Regions from separate parts of the Mus musculus genome. Here regions 1, 2 and 3 are each linked to region 4. A link is a contact called in public promoter capture Hi-C data. All regions are on one chromosome and are shown on one strand. The core of a region is the stretch at or near the end of the contact, and the rest is flanking DNA. Distances in the headings are between cores, read along the strand shown.

What was found. Promoter capture Hi-C pulls out the DNA fragments that hold promoters and counts their contacts. Capture Hi-C pulls out chosen DNA fragments and counts their contacts.
Region 1: a promoter capture Hi-C map of the C10 cell line shows a contact between it and region 4, with 3 times the contacts expected there. The contact joins the promoter of Platr7 here to the promoter of Ric8b in region 4. A contact is called at or near these places in 1 of 39 promoter capture datasets (the C10 cell line) and 1 of 115 datasets of contacts at active chromatin or transcription factors (bone marrow-derived macrophages).
Region 2: a contact with region 4 is called in a promoter capture Hi-C map of pancreatic islet. The contact joins the promoter of Nuak1 here to the promoter of Ric8b in region 4. A contact is called at or near these places in 1 of 115 datasets of contacts at active chromatin or transcription factors (extraembryonic endoderm stem cells) and 1 of 9 other capture datasets (pancreatic islet).
Region 3: a contact with region 4 is called in a promoter capture Hi-C map of adipose tissue, with 3 times the contacts expected there. The contact joins the promoter of E230014E18Rik here to the promoter of Ric8b in region 4. A contact is called at or near these places in 3 of 39 promoter capture datasets (the SN4741 cell line, cranial neural crest and pre-B cells), 1 of 484 Hi-C or Micro-C datasets (the C2C12 cell line) and 1 of 9 other capture datasets (adipose tissue).

Annotation. Positions count from the first base shown.
Region 1 is chr10:84,551,972-84,554,671 of GRCm38.p6, forward strand. Platr7 (pluripotency associated transcript 7) reads right to left here and starts at 1,367. Exons shown (of 4, transcript NR_040658.1): 1 at 1,289-1,367; 2 at 677-739.
Region 2 is chr10:84,439,240-84,441,939 of GRCm38.p6, forward strand. Nuak1 (NUAK family, SNF1-like kinase, 1) reads right to left here and starts at 1,429. Exons shown (of 7, transcript NM_001004363.2): 1 at 876-1,429. The coding sequence starts at 1,118.
Region 3 is chr10:84,516,440-84,519,139 of GRCm38.p6, forward strand. It overlaps E230014E18Rik (a long non-coding RNA gene), which reads left to right and starts at 1,264. Exons shown (of 2, transcript XR_003948929.1): 1 at 1,264-1,650. Gm34405 (a long non-coding RNA gene) reads right to left here and starts at 1,223. Exons shown (of 4, transcript XR_380642.4): 1 at 1-1,223.
Region 4 is chr10:84,916,268-84,918,967 of GRCm38.p6, forward strand. Ric8b (RIC8 guanine nucleotide exchange factor B) reads left to right here and starts at 1,346. Exons shown (of 10, transcript NM_183172.2): 1 at 1,346-1,558. The coding sequence starts at 1,475.

The DNA of each region.
Region 1 (2,700 bases), core at 117-2,616, 360 kb before region 4:
GGCAGCCAGGAAGAGGCTCTGATTTCCACACTGGGCAGAGCTTGAGCATAGCCAACCTCAAAGCCCAGTGACACACTTCCTCTAACAAGGCCACACCTCCTAATAGTGCCACTCCCTGTGAGCCAAGCATTCAAAGACATGAGTCTAGAGGGGGGTGGGGGGAGGCAGCAAACCTATTCAGACCACCACAGGGTTAGGGTTGGCTAGCTCATTGAATGTTACCCAGGCTGAAACTGCTTTCAGTATTCTCTCGGGCTCTGTTTTAGCCGAGCCTACATCCTATGATACTGTCTGCAGTCTTCTGAGCTCCTGTCAGTGTTGGTATTTTGACATTCACAATATTATCTTCAAAGACTCTAATCACAGAGCCCCATAACACGCTAATATTGATGAAAATTTTGAAATATTATGAGAATAACCAAATTGTAACACAAAATTAAATGAGAACATGCCTTATGGGAAATGGCTCTGGTAAACTGCTTTACGGGAAATGGCACTGGTAGACCTGCCTTGGAAGATGCACGGTTCCCAAACCTTTCACTTAAAAAAAAAAATCACAATTTTCAACCTGATAACAAAATCTAGGTAACACTGTTTCTAAATAAGCAAATTATCTGAACAGATACTTTTCAAAAGAAGAAATACAAGTCTGGAACTAATAGAAAAAAATACTTACCATCTTTAGCCCAGAGAAATGCAAATACAAGCCACAATGAGATTCTATCTCCTCTCAGAATGACTACCAAAAACAAAAACCAAAAAGGTGGTAAGCATCAAAAGAGAGAAGGTAGAGAAACATATAGAATGAATGTCCATTGTGATTCTTAATTTTTAAGATTTTTAAAAATTATTATTTATTTTATGTATGTGAGTCCACTATAGCTGTCTTCAGACACACCAGACGAGGGCATCAGATCCCATTACAGATGGTTGTGAACCACCACGTGGTTGCTGGGAATTGAACTCAGGACCTCTGGAAGAGCAGTCAGTGCTCTTAACCGCTGAGCCATCTCTCCAGCTCCCATTGTGGTTCCCTAAAATCTTGATCTTTATATGACCTAGCTTTCCCACTTTTGAGTATATATCCAAAGACAACTAAAACAGAGTATCAACAAGATGTCTACATGCCCATGTTTAATCATGACAGTATTCATAATAGCTAAGACACTAAGTGACCCTAAGGGCCCTTTAATAGATAAAGAAAATGTGATCTATGTTCACAACAAAATATCATTCAGCCATAAATAAGAATGTCCACAACAAGATCCTATTGCAGAAAACACCACACCTGGTAGTTGTAAGCATGATGAAACCGAGCTGGAATTGAGCTGGAATGTCTCCCCTGACTTGCTCTCTTCAATAGTGCTGGAAAGTGATGTGCAGGTGGCTGGGGTTTGGGCATGGGGGAGTTGTTAAGGCTACCAACTGTGTTACATACCTGTGTACACTATATGCCATACTATTGGTCTGCCAGGCAAGACATGCCTGTGCATGCAGTCATGGCATGGTTGCTATAGAGGTAAACAACTGCTCTCTGATTGGACTTGAGGCCTGCACCACAGGAAGAAATTCATATCTGCTACTGTAAACAAGGTCAAAAGCCCATGGCCCAGGAGGTCATAGGCCCTAGAGGAGAAGCTACTACTGTTGTTCCTAAATGAGCTAGGAAGCCCCAGAGCTAGCTAGCTAGCGAGGTTTCCCACCAGTACTCTCTGGATATGATTAAAAGCCCTTGCCTCAAAGAATATGGTGAAAGAATGGTTAAAACTGATTCTAGACATCAACCTTAAGCTCCACATATGTACGCATACATGTGCATGTTTCCACACATGTGTGTCCACACACATGCAAATACCTACATACTACACACACATATAACACACATACACAATCACACACACAGAGGACAGGACAGAGAGAGGTTGGGGGAGATGTGAATAGAGGTTGGGTTTCATTAGTGCACACTGCATGCATGTGTGGAAATGTCACACTGGATGCCATTAACATGTATAATTAATATATGTTAATAAAAATGAAACAATTCTCTGAAAATGAAATTATCTTAAGAGGACAGTAAAGTGAAGTGCAATAAACTAGTTGTACCAGTTCCTCTCTGCAGCCTGGGGAGGGAAGGTCACCTTCTCTCTTCTCTCTCCCCTCTTTCCTTCTCCCTTTCCTTCCAGCTTCAGTCTCTCCACATGACGAGATAAAACACACTAAAATTTCAAAATCAGTGTCCTGAGGAAATTTAAGGCCTTACCCAAGATCTCCACAAGTTGCTTGGAAACATCTTTTCTGAAGTTTACTATCCTAGCCACTTCAGACTCCATGAACTTGTACATTGAGATGGTCTACCTTCCCGTCTCTGGTCCTATGTGCCTATGCAGGCAATAGTGACATGATGCTATGAAAGCAAACAACTGCTCTCTGATTGGCTGTGAGGCCTGCACCACAGGAGGAAATTCATGTCTGCTACTATAAACAAGGTCAAAAGCCTATGGTCCTGGAGGTCATAGGCCCTAGGGGAGACTGTTATAGATGGAACAGCAGCCCTTCTTCAGTCTCTATGGAAACATCCCCCACGCTCACTTAGAAGGCAGTCTAAATACATAGATATGGTCAGAGACATTGGGGAACTGAAGAGAAATTTAGACAGCTTCAGAGTGAACTTAGATAGCCTCGTGAAAACCAAACCAAAGC
Region 2 (2,700 bases), core at 179-2,678, 480 kb before region 4:
TCACTTTGAACCCAACTCTAGCCACAACCAGTGTGGATTTCAAGGGCCTGTTCTGCAGAGGGGGAACCGACAACAATCCAAAACTGGGACAATACTGAGCCCCCGAGGCACCTGGCAGAGCTTCAGCTGTATCGGGTGCGGCCGGCCAGACCCCTTGAACAATTTAAGTAGTCCTGAAGCCAGGACCTGGTAAGGCAAGCGAGCCTGCTGCAAATCAACTCTGGGACTGAATGGCCACCCCTGCCAGGGACATGTCATGCTTGCCAGAGGCGGGAATGCAAGCTGTCAAGAAACCTCAGACATTCAGTAGAAGCTTTTAGGTTTGATAGACAGGAGGAGTCTGTCTTTTGCAGCAAGAGCAGCATCAGGGTAAGCAAGCATCCCAGTGGAAAGGAGAAGTGGGACTGCAGGTAGATGGGAAAGAAGCGGGGGTCCTGAGCAACTACAGGACACCACACTTTCGAGCCCAGCTTCATGGCTGATAATGTAGGTCTTTTTGGAGTTTGTACAAATAAGGAACTCCCGGACAAGGTCTGAAGGTGTGTCTTTGGGGAAGACCCCATGTTCTCAAAGCTGCAAAATGTGAATCCTAAACACTACTTTGCTAGCTGGGGTAAAAAATAAAAAAATAAAAAAGGTGGGGTGAGAGAAGCCCCCAAAATATGTGCAGACAAGATGTAACAAGTGTTTTCGGAGATATACACCTGAGTCACGGGGTGCTGAAAGGAAAGTGAGGAGTCTGACTGGGGGCTTCTGCTGAAACCTTTCTAGAGAAGGGAGCCCCGGTGGCGTGGTGCCCCCAGACCGTCTCCCCGCCCCCATCTTGGGCCACCAGGGAACCAGCTCGAACCCCTCCAGGAATTTCCCTTACTCACCACTCGGCCTGAAAACCTCTCGGTGGCTCTCTTGACTTTGCCGTAGGTACCTTTGCCCAGGGTCTCTTGCAGCTCATAGCGATGCTTCAAGTTGTGTTTGTGGTGATGTCGCTTCACCCCGTGCGGCTTCCTGGGCTCCACTGGGGCTGCAGTCGCCCCGGCCACCGCCTCCAGCGGAGAGCCCGGCAAGCCGGTCTCTACAGCAGGGCCATCCCCTGCCGCGGACACTGCCGCCCCTTCCATGACCAAGCGCAGGGCGAGCCGAGTTGGAGAGGGCAGGTCCCGGCACAGGGGCTCGGGGTGGTCCCCACCGAGGGAAACCGGGGTGCGTTCAAGGTCGCCCCCGCAGCAGCATTGCTGAGACGACCCGACCTGGCTCTGGCTGCCGCTGGGGCACTAGCGGCGGCGGCGGCGGCGACTGCACATCTGGCGTCCCGGGCGCGCACGCTCGGCGCACCGCCCCCTGGCCAGCCGCGGCAATCTGCGGAGCGTCCGGCGAGGTGGCAGCGATGTCAGGGGAGGCGGTGGTGTTGGCGAGAAGGAGGGGAGAGGGTGGCTCCGCGCGCTGGAGAGGAGTGTTATGTGGGGCGCCGCGCCCCCCGCCCCCGCGCCGGGAGGACGCGCAGACGGGGCGGGGCGAGAGGGGAACGCGGGGCGGGCGCCCGGGTGTCCCCACCTCCGCGCCGGGCCACCGAGCAGGGAGGGGGCGGGGTGCGTGTCGTTGTTCACTCTTTGTGCGGCGCGGCGCAGGCCGGGGCGGCGGCCCGGCTGCTTTGTCCTCGCCGGGTGGGGACGCAAGGTCCCGGGTGGGTCGAGGTGGAGGGGTTGGGGATCGTCAGTGCTCTTGTCCCCTCCCCGAGCGTCCCGCACTCACCCTCCGGAACTACTGCGGGCCGTCCGCAGCTAGCTTGGGCCGATCGGCCTCGGATAAAGGTCGCAGGTCCCCGAGGCCGCAGAGGCGACAACGCACAGAGCCAGGCTCACGCTCTGTGGCCCGGGGCTGTAGCCTCCTGGGCCACCCTTCTTCATGTTTGTTATGGTGTGGCGGAGGCCGCCAGGCTCGCTGGAGCAGGGGGAGGCTGGGTTGAAAGGAGGCCCAGCGGTGTTGGGTTACCGGCGGTGAGTCACAGTCCCCTCCAGCCGCCGAGGCCCTGCAGGCCCCCAGCTCCGGCACGGTCAGGGCAGGGCCCTCCTGGAGCAACCGCGGAGCCTGGAAAGTCCCCGAGAGGGATGCTTCGGAACCCCGGCTCTCTCAGGGAGAAAGGCGGAGTCAGGAACGAAGGGAGGCTCGAAGGAGGAACCCGGCCCTTCTCCAGGGCTCCGATCTCCCGGTAAAGTTCGGGAGTCCAACAGGGACCAACACCTAAGAGGAGGGAAGTGGGGGCCTGGATGGAGCTGGGTCCCCTGAGCTGCCCAGCGCCATTGGAAAGACCCCTTTCCGACAAACCAAGGCTCTGAGATAAGCCTAGGCCTTGGCCTGCTGAGCAGTTCCTTGTCCAAGCCAGAGGCCACTTGCAGGCCTCTTGACCCCCTCAGGCGATGGGAATTTTCCTTTGACTAAAACGGCCAGATCTCACCCCACCAGGTGAAGGTCAGGCAGGAAGGCCTCCCAGCAAGGCTGCCCTGGTTCTCCTGAGATGAAGGGAGGAAAAATAAGACATGAAAAAATTAAAGGTATCTTGAGAAATTTTTTAAAGTAATTTCACATAAATTACATTGTTCCACACTAGGGTGGGAAGACCGACCAGGAAGAGCATCTGGTGTAGTCTCCAAGTACTGGCACTTCCTTCTGCAGCCCTCAGGTTCCTCCCGCCCTCCAAATTCC
Region 3 (2,700 bases), core at 14-2,513, 400 kb before region 4:
GTGTGCAACCATCACTTTCCACAGAACATGACCAAGTACCCCAGCACAGGTGGCTCTGCCCTCACCACAGGCCCATTGCCCAATCGGCCTTGCTCAGGGTGTCAGGAACCAACACGCTCGCCTGGCACAGCCTAGAGGAAGTGCCACACCTTTTGCAGCAGCTCTGATCCTTCACTTGCTGCCCGGCGCTTCCAATCGTTACTTAGGCTGGCACGGGGCCAAGACAAGTAACCAGGGAGGAGGAACAAGGCCCTGTCTTGTCTCCTGAACCAGTTGGTCTGAGCAGTTTGGGTGAACAACTTCCTCTCTCTGAGGCTGTCTCCCCATCTGGGGAAAAAAAAAAGACGAAGGTTTAATTTGAGCCCCTTTAATCTTTACTATGCAAGGCCTGTTTGTTGCATGGTCTGTCCCTATCAGAATTATTCACGTTGATTGATCGTGATTACAGGCCCACAGGGACTGGTGGTGAGTCGGTTATCATGGGCTTTCTGATTTACACTATCGTATGTCTGATGCGTGAGTTTTCTCCCTGTGTTTCTTCTCCTTACAAAAAGTGACCATAGGGCCAACTGTCTTGATATGCTCCTTTGATCCCAGGACCAGTCTGAGGCAGGAGAATACTGTTAGTTCAAGACCAGCCTGAGGCTGCATAGTAAGATCCTGCAACACCACACACACACACACACACACACACACACACACAATCACACACACACACAATCACACACCCTTTAACTGGGAAATTTCCCTCACATACAAAAAGGGTCATGGAGTTAATTAAGGGCTGGAGAGATGGCTCGGCTGCTCGGCTGTTAGGAACACTTGCTGCTCTTGCAGAGGACCCAGGTTCCATTGCCAGCACCTATGTTGGACAGGTCACAACTATCCACAGCTCCAATTCCAGGGAATCTGACACCTTATTCGGACCTCTGAAGGCCTGGACATGTGTCAGATGCACACAGACACACACACACACGTAGAGCTCCAAGTAAGCTCAGCCTGCTTTCTTATAGAGCTCTAAGTAAATACAAGTGTTCTTTGCTTAGCACAGCACAGTTAGACACTGATGTACTCACTAACTGAAAAATACATAGGTGAATAGAGTTTTGCTTTCAGTCTTCCATTTTTATAGCACATCATTGGGAGGGGGGGACTTGGTTCACCACTTACTATGACCAGGAAATGTTCTGAACAAAGTACTTAGCCTCCTTGGAGCCTTCACCTATCAAGAAACGGGGCAGGGTGGGGCAGGGTGGGTTGCTAAACATAGTGCCTCCCTGTGTGGCTGTCATAAAGCCTTTAGAAGAATGACTGTGCATACTCAGTACTCAGGAAGTGTTAGTTACTTGGTACGCCTCCTAGAACCAAGCATGGTAACTTCTCTGCAGATACAGAGATGAAAGACCCAAACACGGAGGGTGCCATCCAGCAAGAAAGCAGTCATGCAAGCCATTGTAGCACAGAGGGAAGAGGCTTTCCGACCAGCAGCCTGGAGGGTGGGGTCCTGGGTGGAGCATTCAAGTCGGCTTAGGGTTCAGGTTCAGAGATGGAGCAGTCTGATTAGGAAAGGAGGAAGATGCTGGAGATGTCATAACAGAGGAAAACAGCCTCATGAGATCCCCAGGAGCTGATGGCAGGAGCCAGCCAGAGGTAGGCATGGAAGATATAGTGGGAAGGGGACACAGACAGACAGACAGACACTTGGGAAAGGCTGTGCTTGTGATCTATGGGGGAGTCCCCAAAGACAAGCCAGAGACAGGAAGGGCAGTGAGGCACAAACACCTGTCTTCATTTCTTCCGGCCATTTCCTGTTTCCCCACTGGACCAGGATTACAGTGAAGGCAGGACTCCATCTGTCTTGCTGTCTGTCTCCTTCATGTGCAGCAGAGTGGTGTTCCGCAGTATCATGAGCCATGAACCAGGCTGCTGGTGATTAGCCTCCGATCCCCAGTTATGGGGGTAAAGAGGAGGCTGGGAAGAGAGGGTGGTGGTGTGTTAAGGCTTTATCCCCCGTGATGTGGAAAGGGAGAGTGTCCTAGTTAGGGTGAGCATTGCTATGATAAAACACCACGGTCAAAAAGCAAATGGGAAGAAAAGGATTTATTTCAATCACAGTTCTGTATCAACTGTACATCGTCAAAAGCAGTGAGGGCAGGAACTCAGACAGGGCAGGAACCTGGAGGCAGGAGCTGATGCAGGGGCCGTGGAGGGGTCCTGCTTACTGGCTTGCTCTGTATGGCTTGCTCAGCCTGCTTTCTTTTCTTTTTTTCTTCCTTTCTTTCTTTTCTTTTTCTTTTTCTTTTTCTTTTTCTTTTTTGAGACAGGGTTTCTCTGTGTAGTCTTGGCTGGGCAGTGGTGGCGCATGCCTTTAATCCCAGCACTTGGGAGGCAGAGGCAGGTGGATTTCTGAGTTCGAGGCCAGCCTGGTCTACAGAGTGAGTTCCAGGTCAACCTGCTTTCTTATAGAACCCAGGGCTACCAGGCCAGGAATGGTACCACCTGCCATGGACCACCCCATTTGGGTATGGGGTCCCTGGAATGAGGGTCCTCAAAGCTAGGTGGGTAAGAGTTTGGCAGTGACAAACAGAAACATAGAGGCAGTTTGAATCTGAGTGTATTTTGCAGCTCCCAAGCAGGGGATTTTATATATTAAAAAACCAAACATTACATCTCTTAGAAACTATATCCAATGAAACAATC
Region 4 (2,700 bases), core at 96-2,595:
AGAACAGACCACCCAGTAAGGTTGGGACTTGTTTTGGGAGCCACTGTATCCACACTGTATTGGATAATGCCCAGCAATGCACAAATTCTCAAATATTTAATTTTTTGAGATGTTGAGTGAACCCAGATGAAATGTAAGTGGCTGGCACAGAACTAACACTTGGAGAATATGTGCCTCCATCACCACTGACTCCATGGATACTCTGGTTGTGTGATATTTACATCTTTGGGAACGACCTGGATTCAAATCTCAACTTTCTCAATTACTAAGTGCAGAGCTAATTTCCCTGGGTTCAAATCCCAGGTATGCCTCATTAATTCTGAGCTTCAATTTCTTCATCTGGAAAATAGAAATAAAATATATATGTATATATGTACATACACACACACACACATATACATACATATAATATAAAATTATATATACATAATCTAATAATCTATCTCCAAATAATATCTATATAGATATATAGATCTCTCCAAATTTCTTTATCTGTTGTGATTCCTTAGGGTTCCACAAAGAACTGTGTTCAATTTCCCATGTTGCTGTAGCCTAGTGCATAACAGGACTGCAACCGGGTGAGGAGGGTGAGCATTCCAGAGACGGAAACCGCTAACTGAGCATAGAGGGAACTCAACCTGGCGCTGACAGCCACTACCAAGGGTCGGCCGTTTCGCCATCGTCAGTAAGTCCAACCAGCCGCGTCTAAGTGCAGGTCAGAAAAAAGAAAAAAATAAAAACCAAAAAAAAAAAAAAAAAAACCCAAAAACAAAAAACCCAGTTAAACCCCAGTTTAGACCCTCCCACCAACGAAGGGTCCCTCCGCCTCTGGCCTCCAGCGGTCGCAGGATTCTGGTTTCCGGCCTTTAGGGAACTACATTTTCCAGCATGCCCTCTGGAAAGAGGGAAGTCTTTTGCACTGGATGACTACCAATTCCGGCATGCTATTCAGTTCACTAATAACTCAGATGACAGCGTGGGATGAGCCCATTGCATGTCGGGAATTGTAGTGTAGAAGCGGTAGGCTCGCAGATGGGCGGGGAACAGCCCGCCAGTTCTCGTCCGCTATGGGGGAATGATTCATAGAGTGTTAGGAGAGACAGTTCTGCTCGTGGAAGCCCGCTGCGAAGCCCAACTCTTCCCCAAGGCTGGCAGACCTAGGGGAGTAGGCAGGGCCTGGGCCTGACTCAGTCTCTGGTGGCTCCTCAGGCCTCCACCAAGCCCCGGGCCTTGTCAGGGGAGGCCTCCGGGCGCCGGTTGCTGGGGGAGCGGTGACGTCGCGGGGTGAAAGTTGAGGGGCGGTGACGTAGGGCCTGCCCGGGCGGAGGCTGGCGGGTTGGAGGCTGGAGGGAGGGAGGGAAGGAGGGAAGGAAGGAAGCTGGGAAGGAGCGAGGTAGCGGGGGCGCGAGGCGTTTACCTGGGAGGCAGCGGCTGGGGCGCGCACAGCGGCTGCGGCTCCCCCGCACCTGCGGCCATGGATGAAGAGCGCGCCCTCTACATCGTCCGGGCCGGCGAGGCGGGGGCTATCGAGCGGGTCCTGAGGGATTACAGCGACAAGGTAAAGAACTCTGGCCCCGGGCGTTCGCTGTCTTGTCCCCCCTCCCCCCGGGCCGCCTTCGGGGCTTGCACTTCGCATCCTCCCCATCCCCCTCATTCCGGGGATGCGCATTGCTCTCCCCCGAAAACGTTTCCGGCTTGGGCATGCGTGTTTGTGCCCCCAGCCTTTCCCACTCGTTCATCCTGCATCTACCCATTGCCTCCACTATAATGCCCACTCCGATTTCTGGCCCAGCAGCCTGTCCTGTGGTCTTCTTCCTAAACGTGCAAGGCACACCCCCAGAATCTGTAGATGCGCGGCTGCCCAGTGCCCCGTTCCTGGATGCATAAAATGCATGCGAGGCTTTCTCACCTGTATAGTGTGAAAATACATGCTTCTCTGCATAAACACGGCCCTTGTCATGCACAAAACATATCAGCAACGATGGCAGGTCTTTGTGTACCTGTACCATTGTATGGTTTACCAGGCATTGATGTCTTTTATGTGATCTCCTTTGATATCCTCCAAGTGCTTATAAAGTAGATGGTATCAACCTTCCCATTTCATAGATGAGGAAACCGAGGTGCAAAGAACTGAAATCACGCCCCAAGGTCATGGACATATGTTGCAAGTGGGTAGAAAATCCAACTCCTAATAATACCTGTTATTTGTATCGCATTAACAGCTTTTCTGTTCATTATCTCATTTAATCTTGACAGCAATCCTGTGAGGTATTATCTGTGTTTTGCAATGGAGCCTCCAGATGGGCTAAGTAACTAGCCCAAGGTCATTCCTGGGAGCCAGAGCCTTCCCACCTAGGTTTTCAAACTATCCATTCACTGGTCTTTTGCTACAGTGATCGGTATCTTATTATTAATACCACTTTCATCTCTGGAGGAGCTCTCTCTCCAAGTACCATTAGATCTTCCTTTTCCTTTCAGCAGTTTCTCATGTTTGCTTTAATAAGTAGCCTACCTAACACCTTTAGGCTGTTTGGGAGACTTGTATGACTCTCTTCTCTGAAGACCCATCCATCACCAAGTTACACCATATACCTAACAGGTACCTTACTGTTCCTTTCCCCTGCCTATTTATCAGCCCTCTCTGAAAGAAACATGGCTGTATGCCCCTGTGGACCTTCTCTTCTGTGCCTACTACTCCGC